2 separate regions of the Oryctolagus cuniculus genome follow, and region 2 is linked to region 1. The links are chromatin contacts, called in public Micro-C maps. All regions are on one chromosome and are shown on one strand. The core of a region is the stretch at or near the end of the contact, and the rest is flanking DNA. Distances in the headings are between cores, read along the strand shown.

Evidence for each region. Hi-C and Micro-C count contacts between places; a contact is called where the count stands out from the background.
Region 2: a Micro-C map of ear pinna shows a contact between it and region 1, with 5 times the contacts expected there. The contact joins the promoter of RPS27A here to the promoter of CFAP36 in region 1. A contact is called at or near these places in 2 of 6 Hi-C or Micro-C datasets (ear pinna and an unstated tissue).

What each region holds. Positions count from the first base shown.
Region 1 is chr2:147,078,843-147,085,899 of mOryCun1.1, reverse strand. CFAP36 (cilia and flagella associated protein 36) reads left to right here and starts at 3,384. Exons shown (of 10, transcript XM_002709861.4): 1 at 3,384-3,740. The coding sequence starts at 3,626.
Region 2 is chr2:147,358,157-147,365,213 of mOryCun1.1, reverse strand. RPS27A (ribosomal protein S27a) reads left to right here and starts at 2,544. Exons shown (of 6, transcript XM_051842885.2): 1 at 2,544-2,793; 2 at 2,894-2,958; 3 at 3,414-3,468; 4 at 3,938-4,023; 5 at 4,373-4,504; 6 at 4,963-5,147. The coding sequence starts at 2,911. The coding sequence ends at 5,112. CLHC1 (clathrin heavy chain linker domain containing 1) reads right to left here and starts at 2,451. Exons shown (of 12, transcript XM_051842880.2): 1 at 2,323-2,451; 2 at 1,200-1,457. The coding sequence starts at 1,376. MTIF2 (mitochondrial translational initiation factor 2) reads right to left here. Exons shown (of 16, transcript XM_070069096.1): 15 at 6,968-7,057; 16 at 6,083-6,514. The coding sequence ends at 6,342.

The DNA.
Region 1 (7,057 bases), core at 2,135-4,634:
TAAAGTTTCAGCTGTACCTTTGCATCAGTGATTTTTGGTAGAATCTGGCTTGACATCCACAGCAGACACCCAGTGAGCGTTGGTGAACTTCCTCCATGCTAATGAGCGGCACCAGTGTGGAGATGCCAGGCTTGCAAGCTTCCAGGCCTGGCCTCTCTGCAGCCTGGGTACTTAGTGTGTGGAAAAGGAGCTGACAGAATGCAGGGTGTTATAGCATATGTTTGCAGGTGCTTCTTCCCGGTCTTCTGTGGGGGTGCAGGGGCCCAAGCACTTGGGCCATCCTCCACTGCCCTCCCAGGCCACAGCAGAGAGCTGGACTGGAAGACGAGTAACCGGGACTAGAACCGGTGCCCATATGGGATGCCAGCACCGCAGGCAGATGATTAACCAAGTGAGCCACAGCACTGGCCCCGAGTTTACATGTATTTTTAATGAAGGCAAGGAGGCAGCTAGCAAGCAGAGCTGACATCACCAGCCCCTAGCTGCAGTCCAGCTTGTGCTGTAGCCCCACTGGCACCAGCCAACCACTTCCCATTTCTAAGCAGCAGAAAATTGAGGGGTCCTTGAAACTGCTGGTTTGAACCAGCTGCGGCCCAAAATAACCAACATGGTTGCAGCTGGAGACTTCATTCCAGCAACAACCTTTAGCTGCTTGTAATGTCTTTATAATAAAATTACCATGGCTGACACTTCTACTCCTATTATGGACCTGATATCATCACACTTCTGAGCTTTCCAAAAAGAGCAAGTAAATGGGTAAAACCTCAAGGTCTGCCCCCAAATCTGCCCCCTTTAAATATTCAATTTAACCATGCCCCAGACACCACCCTCTATGCCTCCAGATCACTTCCGGGGTGGACCCAAACCTCACTGAGTGCAGCTTATTCCAGTGTGCCCACTCTCCCTCTTGAGTGTGTACCTTTGCTTTGCATGCAAATCATCTTGTTTCTCTTGATCTTTACCTATGTCTTATCCTCAAATTCTTACATTGGACAGAACCTGGACCCAGTTATCTGACAATTTTGCAGTCCAGGAGTTAGGGCAAGTCACACATGGCAGCTACCAATAAAGTTATAACATTTCTGAGTACAGGAGGAATTCACTCCAAGTTCTCATGTATGGGATCAGAGATGATGTGCATTCTTAATTAAAAAGTTAAATCAGAAAAAAGACATAAACTCCAAAACAAAAATATCATGCAGTAAACTGTTTGGAATTGGAAGACAGGGAAAGTTGAACTTTCAAGACGGACCTTAAGTGGGAAATGGGCCTAAAGCTCAAAACAGAGTTCAGCTGCTATTTGCTGGCTTGCCGTTACACATTTACTCTGTTATGCTCTGTGTTTGTGGTCTGTGCCTAGGCACGTTCCTGATTCAACTGCTGAGATGGACAGCCCCCAAAAGTCCCATTTTTGCCATCCAGGCCTGACCATGAACTGAGGTCACTTTTGAGTATGAAGCCATCAGGTTACAGTGCTATCTCTGAAGCTAGCATCCCTCATCTGTATAGTAGGCCTGGATAGGAACCTGAGCAGGAACCTTATATATAACCTTTTGATCATTCTGAGCCTAAAGGCTCCTTCTCTTCCCTTGGTTGCAGACTTTTTTGTAAGTCAGAATTACAGAGAGAGACAAAGGGAGGGAGGGAGGGAGAGAGAGAGAGAGAGTCCATCTGCTGCTTCATTTCCCAAATGGCCACAATGGCTGGGAATGGAAACCAGGAGCCAGAAGCTTCTTCCAGGTCTCCCACATGGGTGCAGGGGCCCAAGGACTTTAGCCATCCTCTGCTGCTTTCCCAAATATATTAGCAGGGGGCTGCATTGGAAGTGGAGCAGCTGGGACTCCAAGTGGCACTTATATGGGATGCTGGCATTTAAGACTTTGGCAGTGCTAGCCCTAGACTGTTTTCTGAAGTCTCTTTATCCTAAATTCTTTTCTAGTGGATTTTGCTGACAGAATCATTTGAAAGCTATGTAGGAATAATCAAATCTAGTAGTTAACGATGGTCAAATAAATCAAGGTATACATTCTTTCATTTAGCAATTGTATTAAAATCTTTCCGGTGGAATAACAAATAAACCCAGCAGTTCGTGGGGCTGGCAATGTGGCTCAGTGGATTAAGACATTTCTTGCAATGCCTTCTTCCCATATGAGCACTGATTAGGGGAGTCCTGGCTGCTCCACTTCCAATCCAGCTCCCTGCTAATGTGCCTGGGAAAGCAGCAGATGACGGTCCAAGTACTTGGGCCCCTGCCTTCAGATGGGAGACCCAGATGGAATTTCAGGCTCCTGACTTCAACTTGGCTCAGCCCCAGCCATTGGAACCATTTGGGGATTAAATCAGTAGATGGAAGATCTCTCTCTCTCTAACTCTGCCTTTCAAAAAAAAAAAAAAAAAAAAATACTTTAAAAAGCCCAGCAGAGAGCTGGACTGGAAGAGGAGCAACCGGGACAGGATCTGGCACCCTGACTGGGACTAGAACACATGCATGTTTATTTCAGCAGTCTGCAGAAGCAAACAATGGTTGAATACTTAATAGCACTCCCAAACCATACAGGCAAAACAAGAAAAAAATTGCACACTAATGATCATATTTATGCATCCAAGTAAGATATATGTGCATACAAACATTTTGAAATAAAAATAGACTAAAGAGTGGTTTATAGAATACTTCGCATCTATAAGGGAAGCACTTTTTCTTATTTGAAAAGATGAAAACATACTAAGTGAAAAAGGTTTCATACTTGTACATAAGCCTATAAGGACTCCATTCACGGAACCATGTTGTATGAAGATATCCCAGGACTCCGAGAACCTTGATGATGACCTTTGAAGACTCATTCCACAATAGATCACAACCTGGAAACTGAGTTGGAATTATTTGATGTAAGATGAATATTAACTTCGATTTTACCCTTGAAAAGCTAATTGTAGTTATGTCCATTTGTGCTTGAACTTTTAAAGACCTGTCTGGAGCTACAGGAAGCAAATTGGCCGCAGAGCCTAACAGCAAGTCTTACAGAGCTTTGGTCAGCTTTGTATTTTCAGACAACCCTTCAATTACAAAGGCTTCTGGGTCAGCGATTCTCAGTGTTTGGGACTGAGGGGCTGGGATACAACGACGAAATGAAGTCTTTGAGGCCTTCTGTCGACTCTGTGGTCCCTCACTCCGCCATTTCTAAGGCTTGGCTCCCAGGGACTTCCCAGGAGGGAACACACAGATTCCTACCAGGGTCTCCAGCCAAAAGCTGCCTATACTTCTACTCTCGGCCTTAGCAACTCCGAACCAATGGGTGGAGAGGTATCTTCTGATACGCTGCTGTTGTTTTCCAACCAATCGGAAACGTTCTTCTAACGCTCTCCCCGCCCCCGTTCCCCCCCCCCCCCCGCCTCCTTTGAGAAGCGCAGACTCCAGGGAAGCCAGCTTCACTTCCGGGCCGCAGCCTGGGGCGGCTACGCACGTTGCCATAGCGACCGTTTTACGTTAACTGGTTTGTAGCTTAGATCCAGGTATCTGGGCGACCGCGGGGCCAGCTCTTCCGCTCCTCGCTGCTCCCTGTAGCCAGGAGGCCCCAGCAGGCTCCAGCGGCCTGGCCTAGGGATCCGCGTCGCCCAGAAGGGCGGTATGTCTGCGGAAAAAGACGACGAGGTGGAATGGGTGGTGGAGAGCATCGCGGGGTTCCTCCGAGGCCCGGACTGGTCCATCCCCATCTTGGACTTCGTGGAGCAGAAATGTGAAGGTAATTACCAGAGCTCGCGCCGACGTCCTTCCTCGCCTCCCTCACACCGGCCCTTGGCCGGGAGGTGGTCTCCACTCCTGTCGGCCGTGTTTAGCGCTGGTTGTGCGGGAGCAGTTGCTTTCACCCCGCCGGTGTTTTCCCTCGCAGACCTGAAAATGCAGTCTGAGATTCCCCTCTCCCTGAGCCCAGGCGCACGCCGAAAAACGTTAAGACTTTAATCCTGTGTTCTGTCTTTCACCCTACCCTGCTCGTCCCTGCCCCGGGCACGTGTACTTTTGGGGTGGGCTTTTTCAACAGCTGTTCTGGTGGCTCGGGAGGGGACGCGTCATTTTACCTCTAGGTTCCTTCATATTGCTAGTTAGCATTTGGTCCGTGTGCAGCCAGCCTAGGAGATGAGAAATGATTCACCCGAGATCGATGAGCAACGGAGAGCATGTGACCATTCAGCAAAACGTCTGTTTCCCTTGTTGAATTCTCCAAATCTCGGTTGTCTCCCAAATGGAGAGGGGTGCGCTTCTGCCCAGTGAGGCTTACAGACGTGGCATAATATTCGCGGTGGTGTGCGGGCTAAGTTTCTAATCAGCTCATGCTTAGAGTTCTATAATCAGTTCTTGGAGACTGGTTGGTGCCCATTCATAGAAAAGGAACCAGAAACCGTGTCTTAGGGGTGAGTACACACACAGCCATTATTGTGGTTGTTCAGCTGCGCAAGACTTTGAGAGCTGTGATATCTGTCAGTCATTTGAACATTTGTATTACGTTAGAGAGATTAGACTTGTTTTGTAAGGTTCGGTGGACTAGAGTTAGAGTCGCCGAGTACAAGACATAGGGGAACCGATTTCTGTGAAGGAAGGTTTGCTTCCTAACAGAATGTATTCTTCTTACTCAGAAGGTAATGGGTTTCTCGGGCACCAGCAGGTTTTGAATGGATCTGACATTGACTTAAGTTGTTAGAGGGGTTGCAACTATCAAATGATTAGTTATCTTGGATGTCCTTTTCAGATTTCTTTCAAACCCAAGATTCTATGAATCTGGTAAAGATGAAATTTTGTTTGGCCACTGATTTTTTAATCACATTCTTATTTGCCATAATAAAAATAAAAATAGCAGTTTTTAAGTGTTGTGTTTTTAAATTTTTATTTATTTGGACCGGCGCAGTGGCTCACTAGGCTAATCCTCTGCCTGCGGCGCTGGCACACCAGATTCTAGTCCCTGTCATGGTGCCGGATCCTGTCCCGGTTGCTCCTCTTCCAGTCCAGCTCTCTGCTGTGGCCCAGACGGCAGTGGAGGATGGCCCAAGTCCTTGGGCCCTGCACACCCACATGGGAGACCAGGAGAAGCACCTGGCTCCTGGCTTCGGATCCAGTGCAGTGCGCTGGCCGAGCGGCCATTGGGGTGTGAACCAACAGAAAAGGAAGACCTTTCTCTCTGTCTCTCTCTTTCACTGTCCACTCTGCCTGTAAAAAAAAAAAAAATTTATTTATTTGAGAACGAGGGAAGGAGAGAGAGAGAGAACATGAGAACCTGCTCCTATCTGCTCCCTAAAGGCCTGCAATGACCAGTACTGGATTGGACCAGGCCTGAGCCAGGAACTGGAGATTCAACCCATGTCTCCCACCTGGGTGGTAGAAACCCAACTTACTGGAGTCATCACTGCTGCTTCCCGTGGTCTACATCAGCAGGAGGCTGCAGTGGAGCATTGAATCCAGGCACTTAGAGGTGGGATGCAGGCATCTTAATTGCTAGGCTGATCACCTGCTCCCTAACTGTTGATTTTCACAGGTAGTTTTAAGAGGTTTTGAAAACAAAATAATTTTATTTGTACTCCTTTTAAAAATTTGAAATTATAAGACACTGAAAGGGGCCGGCGCTGTGGCCTAGTGGGTAAAGCCGCTGCTTGCAGTGCTGGCATCCCATATGGGTGCCGGTTCGAGTCCTGGCTGCTCCACTTGTGATCCAGCTCTCTGCTATGGCCTGGGAAAGCAGTAGAAGATGGCCCAAGTCCTTGGGCCCCTGTACCCGCATGGGAGACCTGGAAGAAGTTCCTGGCTCCTGGCTTTGGATCGGCGCAGCTCTGGCTGTTGCTGCCATCTGGGGAATGAACCAGCAGATGGAAGACCTCTCTCTCTCTCTCTCTGCCTCTCCTATCTCTGTGTAATTCTTTCAAATAAATAAATAAATCTTTAAAAACAATTAAAAAATAGACACTGATAATGCACCTAGAATTCCAGTATCCTTTAAAATAACAAAAAAAAATTATATCACTTGTTATTGCTGTTTGTCCCACTGAGGCTAAATACTAAAAAGGGAAAAAAAATTAAAGCATCGTTTATCTTTTTAACTACAAGTGTCAAAAGTGGCTGTATCCCAGTAATAACATACCGGATAGTATAATTTTATTGAGAGGCAGAAATCTTAGCCTTAGAAACTTGTACTGTAGTAATTTGGTTTCAGAATGAACTGAAAACAGCCTAAGTAGTTGTTGTATTGAATATATGTACAGTGCTACACAGAGCAGATGCCAGGGTAAATAGAAATCACATGCCAAGGACACTTCAAATACCTGTTTATATTTCACTGACTTGGCGTTGCCTATGTGCTAATCTCAACCTCAGATAATTTCAATATCAGTTTTCTACAACTTTATAAATCCAGCATTTATTTCAACAAATATTTATTGAATGTCATCCTTGGGCCAAAAGCTGGGGATAGAAAGACAAAACAAAATTCGGTGCTTGAAAATTTTAGTGGAGAAGACAGGCTGGTAAACAGAATGAAATACAGTGTAGCAGTTGATATAATAAAGGAAGACATATGGTGGTGTACATTGTAAGAGATCAGAGGAAGGGATCTAACCAGGTTAGGAGTTGGATGTGGGTAGCAGATCATGCAGAAGGTGCTACTTGGCAATATCTTGAAATGTGGTTGGGAGAGAAAGGGGGCAAAAAGGGTGGAGTAAAGGCAAAAAGAGGACAGGACTTATGCAAAGTCATGGGGATTTGAAGTGGTATATATGATGCTTGGAGGTCTTCCAAGTAGTTGTGCATTGTTAGGAGGCTGAGGCTTGGATTGTGGAGTAGGAAATGAGATCTGGAATCTTCTCAGACCTGCTTAAGATTTTGCACTTATTGGTAATGAGCAGTTGTTGAAGAGTTAAACTGAAAATTGCAGAAGTTAGAAAGATCAGTCTGGGAGAATGAAAAATTGTTTGCAATTCATGAGTTTGTCTTGGGATTTTTTTTTTTTTTTTTAGATTTTATTTATGTATTTGAAAGTCAGAGTTACACAGAGAGAAGAGAGGCAGAGAGAGAGGTCTT
Region 2 (7,057 bases), core at 1,295-3,794, 280 kb before region 1:
CTCCTGCCTTCGGATCAGCGTGGTGCGCCGGCCGTGGCGGCCATTGGAGGGTGAACCAACGGCAAAGGAAGACCTTTCTCTCAGTCTCTCTCTCTCACTGTCCACTCTGCCTGTCAAAAAAACAAATAAAAAAAAGAATTATGAAATCTATTCAAGACACTACCTTTATGTAAACATACCTAATGCAATATGATTTGTCATAACAACATGCAAAATGAAGTTAACTGTGCAATGTATTGATTGTAAGATAAATTTTCTGGATAACTTAAAAGGAAGGAAAACTTTGGTCTCTCTATTTTATATTCTTACTGATCTGTACCAATTTTCTTCATTCTACTGGTAGGCACTTATCACTACTTTGTGCTCACTTTTCCTGAGAGTGAAGTACTGAGATTTTTAGAGAAGAAAGGAGATTCATTGCATCTAATGTTTACAAATTAAGTAAAAGACTGAGTTCCTGTTTTGCCTGTGGCTGTTTTACTCAGAGACCAGTAGTTTATTGAAATCTTAAGGTAAGTGCTTCCTCTAGGCAAGGAGGAAAGTTGTTGATTTCACTATGTTTTAACTGTCAGAGCATCTTCCAAGGGAGGGTGAAAAAAAGACAGTTCAAACAATTAGGTCAATGAGCAAACTGAAATTGTTTATAGGGGAAGAAAAGACATTTCTAAACCATAAGGAGCAGAATAAAATGTTATAAAAAAGACATAACATTTCCTAATTTGAGCGCCATATTTCTCATGGTAAGTCCAGTCAAACCTCTAGTTTACCATGTCTATCTTGATCTCTAAGTAGAAGAGGTCTCAGTTTAATATGTTAGATTAAATTTAAACCAATACTTTAATGATACCACAAATTTAAAATAAGGAACACATTGGGTGATTACTTAAGGCCCAGTTGCTAATGAAATAGATATTTTCAGAAGTTAGGGTTAAAATGACTATCACAGTCAGGTTGTTGACCAAAAAGTTATTGCCTGCTCTTAAACTAACTGAAACAATGATTAACAGTTGGGTAATACCCATATAAACCCACAATTGCATTTTCCCCATCACCCCTTCCTGAAAAATTGGATGAACTCAAGACTGAGAGTGGAGTCCGGTCAGACACGCAGGGGTGCAAGCCAGGCAGGAGTGCTGGTTGCCAAGACAGTTAATTTCCACCCTCAGGAACACTTCCTCGTCTTAAAAGGATTATGATACCTTATCAAAAACATTGCGGTATATGATGTAATACTCATCAGCAGGTCCTTCCTCATTACAGCCCACTCTTTCCGTTTCTGTAATTATGTATCTTTGCATATTTTCCAAAAATTCCTTGTCACTGCTACTAATGATAGGAGGGAGAACTGCATGTTTATTTATTTCTTGGACTGACATAAGTCACAATCCGCACACTTGTTCACCAGAGAAACTTTAAGTCGTGACCTGCTTTTGCAATAAAGTAAAACTGTGATAAGCCTGAAAGGGGGGAAAAAAGAACATAAATTAGTACAAAGCTTTAACAAAATTAAATCAGATATTGATCCAAACAACGTGTGTTTGAGGAAGAAAGGAGCTCTTCTCTTACTAACCAAGTACAGCTCCTCGCATAGAAGACACTAAGCACACTAGCAAAGTCTCTGGTTTGCGCAGTGGAGAAAAGGCCGGGAGGACCCAGCGGCTCCCACTTGGCCTGCCTGGCCCCTAGAGCACCCCATTCGGGCTCAGAACCTATTCGGGCATCCTCTCAGGGCCTTCACCAATTCACTCAACGTCCAAACTTAGAAATTCTGTAACCAAATAACCACTCTGCAGGCTTCTTTGCAGTGTCTTCGTGTTAACAGCTGAAAACCGCAGGGGCCGGCGTTGAAGCGCAGGAGGGGTAGGCCACTGCCTGCGACTGGTGCATCCCATTTGCGCTCCGGTTCCAGTCCCGGCTGCTCCACTTCCATCCAGCTCCCTACTAATGGGCTTGGGGAAGCAGCGGAGGAGGGAGGGCCCAAGAAAAAAACACCTTTTGAAAACTACAGAGATTCTCAGCAGATTAAACCGTTTCAGAGTGGTGCAAAAGCCAGAATCTTCCTGAGGCTAAGAAACGTAAGGGCTGACGGCAGAGATTTTTAGGACTTCCTATTTTCCCGTTTGCCTGGACTCGGCCCCAAGGATTTCCTCCCCTGGAAGCCCAGGGATCGGCTGGCAGACAGCTGCCTCTGTGAGTGGGTGAAGGACGCTTTCCCGCCCGGCGTTCCTGTCCTGCCCCTTAAGGTTTCCCTCCTAGTCATTTCCGGCTCGTTCCCACCCCGCCCTAACCATTACTCTGCCTCATGCCTTCTCGCGTCCTCACCTGAAGCCCTTTCTCCAAACACCATATCCAGTACTTGCACATAGTAACTAAGGAACCCAGGGTGTGGAACTGCATCTTGGGACAAGCAGTCCTAGCTAGAGGAGAGCATCAGAAAACTACAATTCCCAGAATGCACCTCCGTTTCCTTCTGCCTCTCCAGTGGGGCCTCTCCCCCGAGCCCGCCTCCTGTTAAAGACCCTCCCAGCCACGTTGACTGTATGGGAAAAGCCTTTTAAAACCATTTTAAAATTTTAAATACACCGTCTTGAGAGCATTCTGAAGGTGACTGTCAGAAATAAGCGCAGGCTAGGAAGACGTGAGAGTCACGATGCAATACGGCAAATGGCTAGGCACCCGCTGTATCAGGGCTCAGGCATCTGGTGTGGCCGCCTAAGAGGCGGGGCCTTCGGCGGGGGTGCCGGGAAACCCCGTGGGCCGGCGGCGCTCTTCCTTTTCGATCCGCCATCTGCGGTGAGTGTGTGCTCTGGTGCCGCTCTCAGGCCAGGGGCCTGGGCGCTGTCGTGCTCCTGTGTCCCAGGTCTAATCGGGTTCTTCTTTTCCTTCAGCGCAGGTGGGCCCGCCACCAGGATGCAGATCTTCGTGAAAACCCTTACGGGGAAGACCATCACGCTCGAGGTACGATCGGGTGGTGCGAGAGAAAGCCCGGGCCTGAATGAGGACTTGGGGTGGTATTGCGGGACGGGCGCTGTGTTCCAGCTTTTCGAGAATGCCTGGGAATTGCGGTTCTGAAGCCGTGCTCCGAATGCGGGTGGTTTTGCCGAGCAAGGGCCCGGGGCCTGACTTTCGTTAGTGTCGGGACTTGCCCTCGGTGGTCCCGGCCGGCCAGCCGCAGCAGAGGCCCGGCGGTGGCAATGAGGCGCTCCTCGCTGGCCGGCGTGAGCACGTGGGGCCGGGGGCCGCCGCCCGGTCTCGGCTGGGGCAAGGAGCCGGCTCTGCTTCCCGGTCGTAGTTTGGAAAGGTTGCCCACCCAGCCTGGCTCAGTGCTAACAGTCAAATGGAACTAAATGCGTTTTTATTCCAGTGGTTTTTTTCTTTGTGTAACCAACATGCTTGCATTTCACAACTTTTAGGTTGAACCCTCGGATACAATAGAAAATGTAAAAGCCAAAATCCAGGATAAGGAAGGCAAGTAGTATTTGATAGCTCAGGAAAACTAACCTGGGTGTAGGAGCCAGACACACTGATGGCTCCTGGTGGGGTGGGATGAGATCAGGTAACCCGGCTAAAAAACTTTTTAAGTAACAGTGCCCTCGGTTTATTGTGAAATGACATAGTAGACACAAGCTTGTGAGCACGGAGCCGAGCTGCATGACTGGAATCTTTGCAGTGATTCCACATGAGTGAATTTTGTCAAGTTACTTAGTTCTCTAGACCTGTTACCTGTGCTGTGTGTAAAAGGAAATTTACAAAATTAACAAATAATGTGATGGAAATATGTAAACACTTAAAATTGTGCCTGACCTGCAATAGTGGTTGGGGTCAGCTGTTGGTACCATTTATTTAGTTCAGGATTACTTGTAAACCTGGGCAAATGACACTGTTCTACCATCTTGGTTTTTTTGTGTTTTTTGTTTTGTTTTGTGAACTTCATTAGGAATTCCTCCTGATCAGCAAAGACTGATTTTTGCTGGCAAGCAACTGGAAGATGGACGGACTTTATCTGACTACAACATTCAAAAGGTAACGTTTGGGGAAAGGAGTAGCCCATTTAAAAACAAACAAACAAAAAAAAAACAAACAAAAAACAAAAAAACCCTGTTTTGGAAATTTGCTATGTAAAGGTGGGGAAAACAGATCAGATTCTGAGGTGTCACAGGAGCACTGGTGTAGTTTCTTGTAGTCGGTTTGACACCCCATGGTATGATTTAATACTTTTAATTTCTGAAAACTAACCAAGAACCACATACTCGGGAGTGGGGGATCCCTCTCAGGTGGTATTGTGTGCTGTCTGCACTTAACTAGAAGGTGTGTGACGCTGGTTGTCCATTCTCATTGCACTATGGAAGCTGTTTGGTTCTGTTACACACAGGAGTCTACTCTTCACCTTGTGTTGAGACTTCGTGGGGGTGCCAAGAAAAGGAAGAAGAAGTCTTACACCACTCCCAAGAAGAATAAGCATAAGAGAAAGAAGGTTAAGCTGGCTGTCCTGAAGTACTATAAGGTGAGCCACTTGAAAGTGATGGGGAGACTTTCAGTGAAGTCAGGGTTTGTTGGAAACAATTTTCTTTGTAATATATCGGTATTTTCTTATGGAGTGAGCAGATTTGAATATCCAGTATAACCACTTTTGCTTGAGTGGAGTATTCCAAAAATGACAGTTTAAAAATAGTTTTCTCTCCCCCTTTGGTATTTGAATGAGCTTCTGTAATGCAGCTCAGCTCTAGCTGCCTGCTCCAAATGAAGGTTCTGAGTCTGTTGTATGTCAGTTCTGGACTTAGCGTAAGCGCTTGTGCACAGCTGGACACTGACTTCAATGGAAGAGGTCCCGAGACTTCTGGATGTGGGTTTATAAGCACTAAGCTGCCTGCATTGTGTATTAGAAGAGGCTCAGTGTTCTCAGTCACGTAGACTTTAGGATGTGCTGGGGAAGTTCTCTTAACAGCAGGTTTGTGCTTTCAGGTGGATGAGAACGGCAAGATCAGTCGGCTGCGTCGCGAGTGCCCTTCAGATGAATGTGGTGCTGGCGTGTTCATGGCCAGCCACTTCGACAGACATTACTGTGGCAAATGCTGTCTGACTTACTGCTTCAACAAACCAGAAGACAAGTAACTGTATATGAGGAGTTAATAAAAGATGTTAACATACTTGCCTGTGAATTTTACTGCAGTGCTTTAGCTACTGGTTTTTGAACTTTGAAATGATGGTCCCAGTGTTTGGCAGTGCCTCTGTGGTGCTTAAGTGTGAAGATCGAAAGATCTTGGTGTTTTCATAGTAAACTTAAACTACTAAATTTTGGCAGGGAGACATTGAGTTGTGCTAAATATTTGCTTTCTGGTATTTCTGCCAGTTTCTTGAGGTGACATCCCCACAGTAGACACTTTGGGTCAGATATCTGGGGGGCTGCCAGCATCCCTGGCCTCTGCTCACTTGATGCCAGCAGTCCCATTCTTCCTTGCTCCCTAGTTGAGACTCTACCTTCCCAGAGTCTACAACATGCATCTGACACACAAGAAATCTGAAGTATCTTGAGGGGGAGGGGGTTCCAGTGGGAGGTTTGCTGTCTGTAGTACAAGGGAACACATCTGTCTACTCAGTGCTGCACCTGAACTTGGGAATTTTAAACTTTAATGCTCCACTGGATGAATCCAAACAAAGGAAGAATTATTAGTACTAAGAAGTAAGTTTCAAGCTCATTTGATTGATCCCTGCCAACCAACTCTTGTTACTATTTATTTATTTGAAAGGCAGAGTTGGGGTGAGATCTGCTGGTTCACTCCACAGATGGCTGCAATAGCAAGGAGCTCCATCCTGGTCTCCCATGTGGGTGGCAGGGGTCTAAGCACGTCTTCCCAGGCCATTAGCAGGTAGCAGGGAGAAGGATCAGAAGTGGAGCAGCCAGGAACTGAATGGGCACTCACGTGGGACACCAGTGTCACAGGTGGCTTTCCCAACTATACCACAATACCAGCCCCAGATGCCTGCCATTCAACCACAGCATACACTTAGATTTAGTGATACACTAACAGTTGCCATATTGCTAATCTTTGTAAGGTACTGGACAGTAAAGCAAGACACTGGGTCTTTTTTAAAATTTTCATTTTAATCAAAAGACAGACATATCCTCCATTTACAGGCTCACCCAAATACCCACAAATGCTTTGGGCCAGGACCAAAGCCAGGAGCTTGGAGCTCAACCTGGGCCTGCCTTGGGAGTAGCAGAGACCAAAGTACTTGCACCATCCCCTGCCTCAACAGGGTGCATCTTAGCAGGAACCTTAAGTGAGAAGCCCAGACTCAGGACCAGGCACTCCGTTCCAAATGCCCAACCCATTTTTAATTTAAAATCCTGGATCCCAAGAAGTCTTAGCTAAAACTTCCCTTTCTTCGTAACAAACAATTTCATCACCCACTTTAAATTCTACCTTTTCTTCATCTAAACTGAGGCCACAATCCATTCCAGTTTTGATAATCGAAACGTCATCTTTATGGTGTTTCAGTGAAGTTAGTGAGCCTTAAAAAAACAAAAAAAGTATACTCAACACATGACAAGTAAATACCACATGCTACATAGCTTAGTATTAAGAGGAAAATTGTTAAAATTTTTAGAAGTTAACAGTCCTGTCATGGCAAATGGAACTAAACACTGGGAAGCAAAGCTTATTATCAATAAGATTTGATTTGGAGAAAACGATCTTAAGTGTACCGGTTTTAAGGCACATGGAGACTTGCAGATGATGGGATTGTATTTAGGACTGGAGTGGGAAAAAAGATACACTGCAGGTAGAAGGTTAAGTTATAAATGACAGGAATAAAAGTTCAGGAAGTCGGAAGACAGGCAATCCTGGAGGAGTCAACAGCAAAAAAGAGATGGCCTTCACGGATGATGGGAGTAGGAGATTTCAGATGCTACACAGCAGATTTTGGAGACAATATGATATTATAGAAACAGATTTGATGTACTTACCCCTCCAAATAATATGTCCATTACGGATTAATTTAAATTTTTTTTGTTTTTCTAAATGTCCCTTTAGGACTCGGCATCCAGCCACAGGCA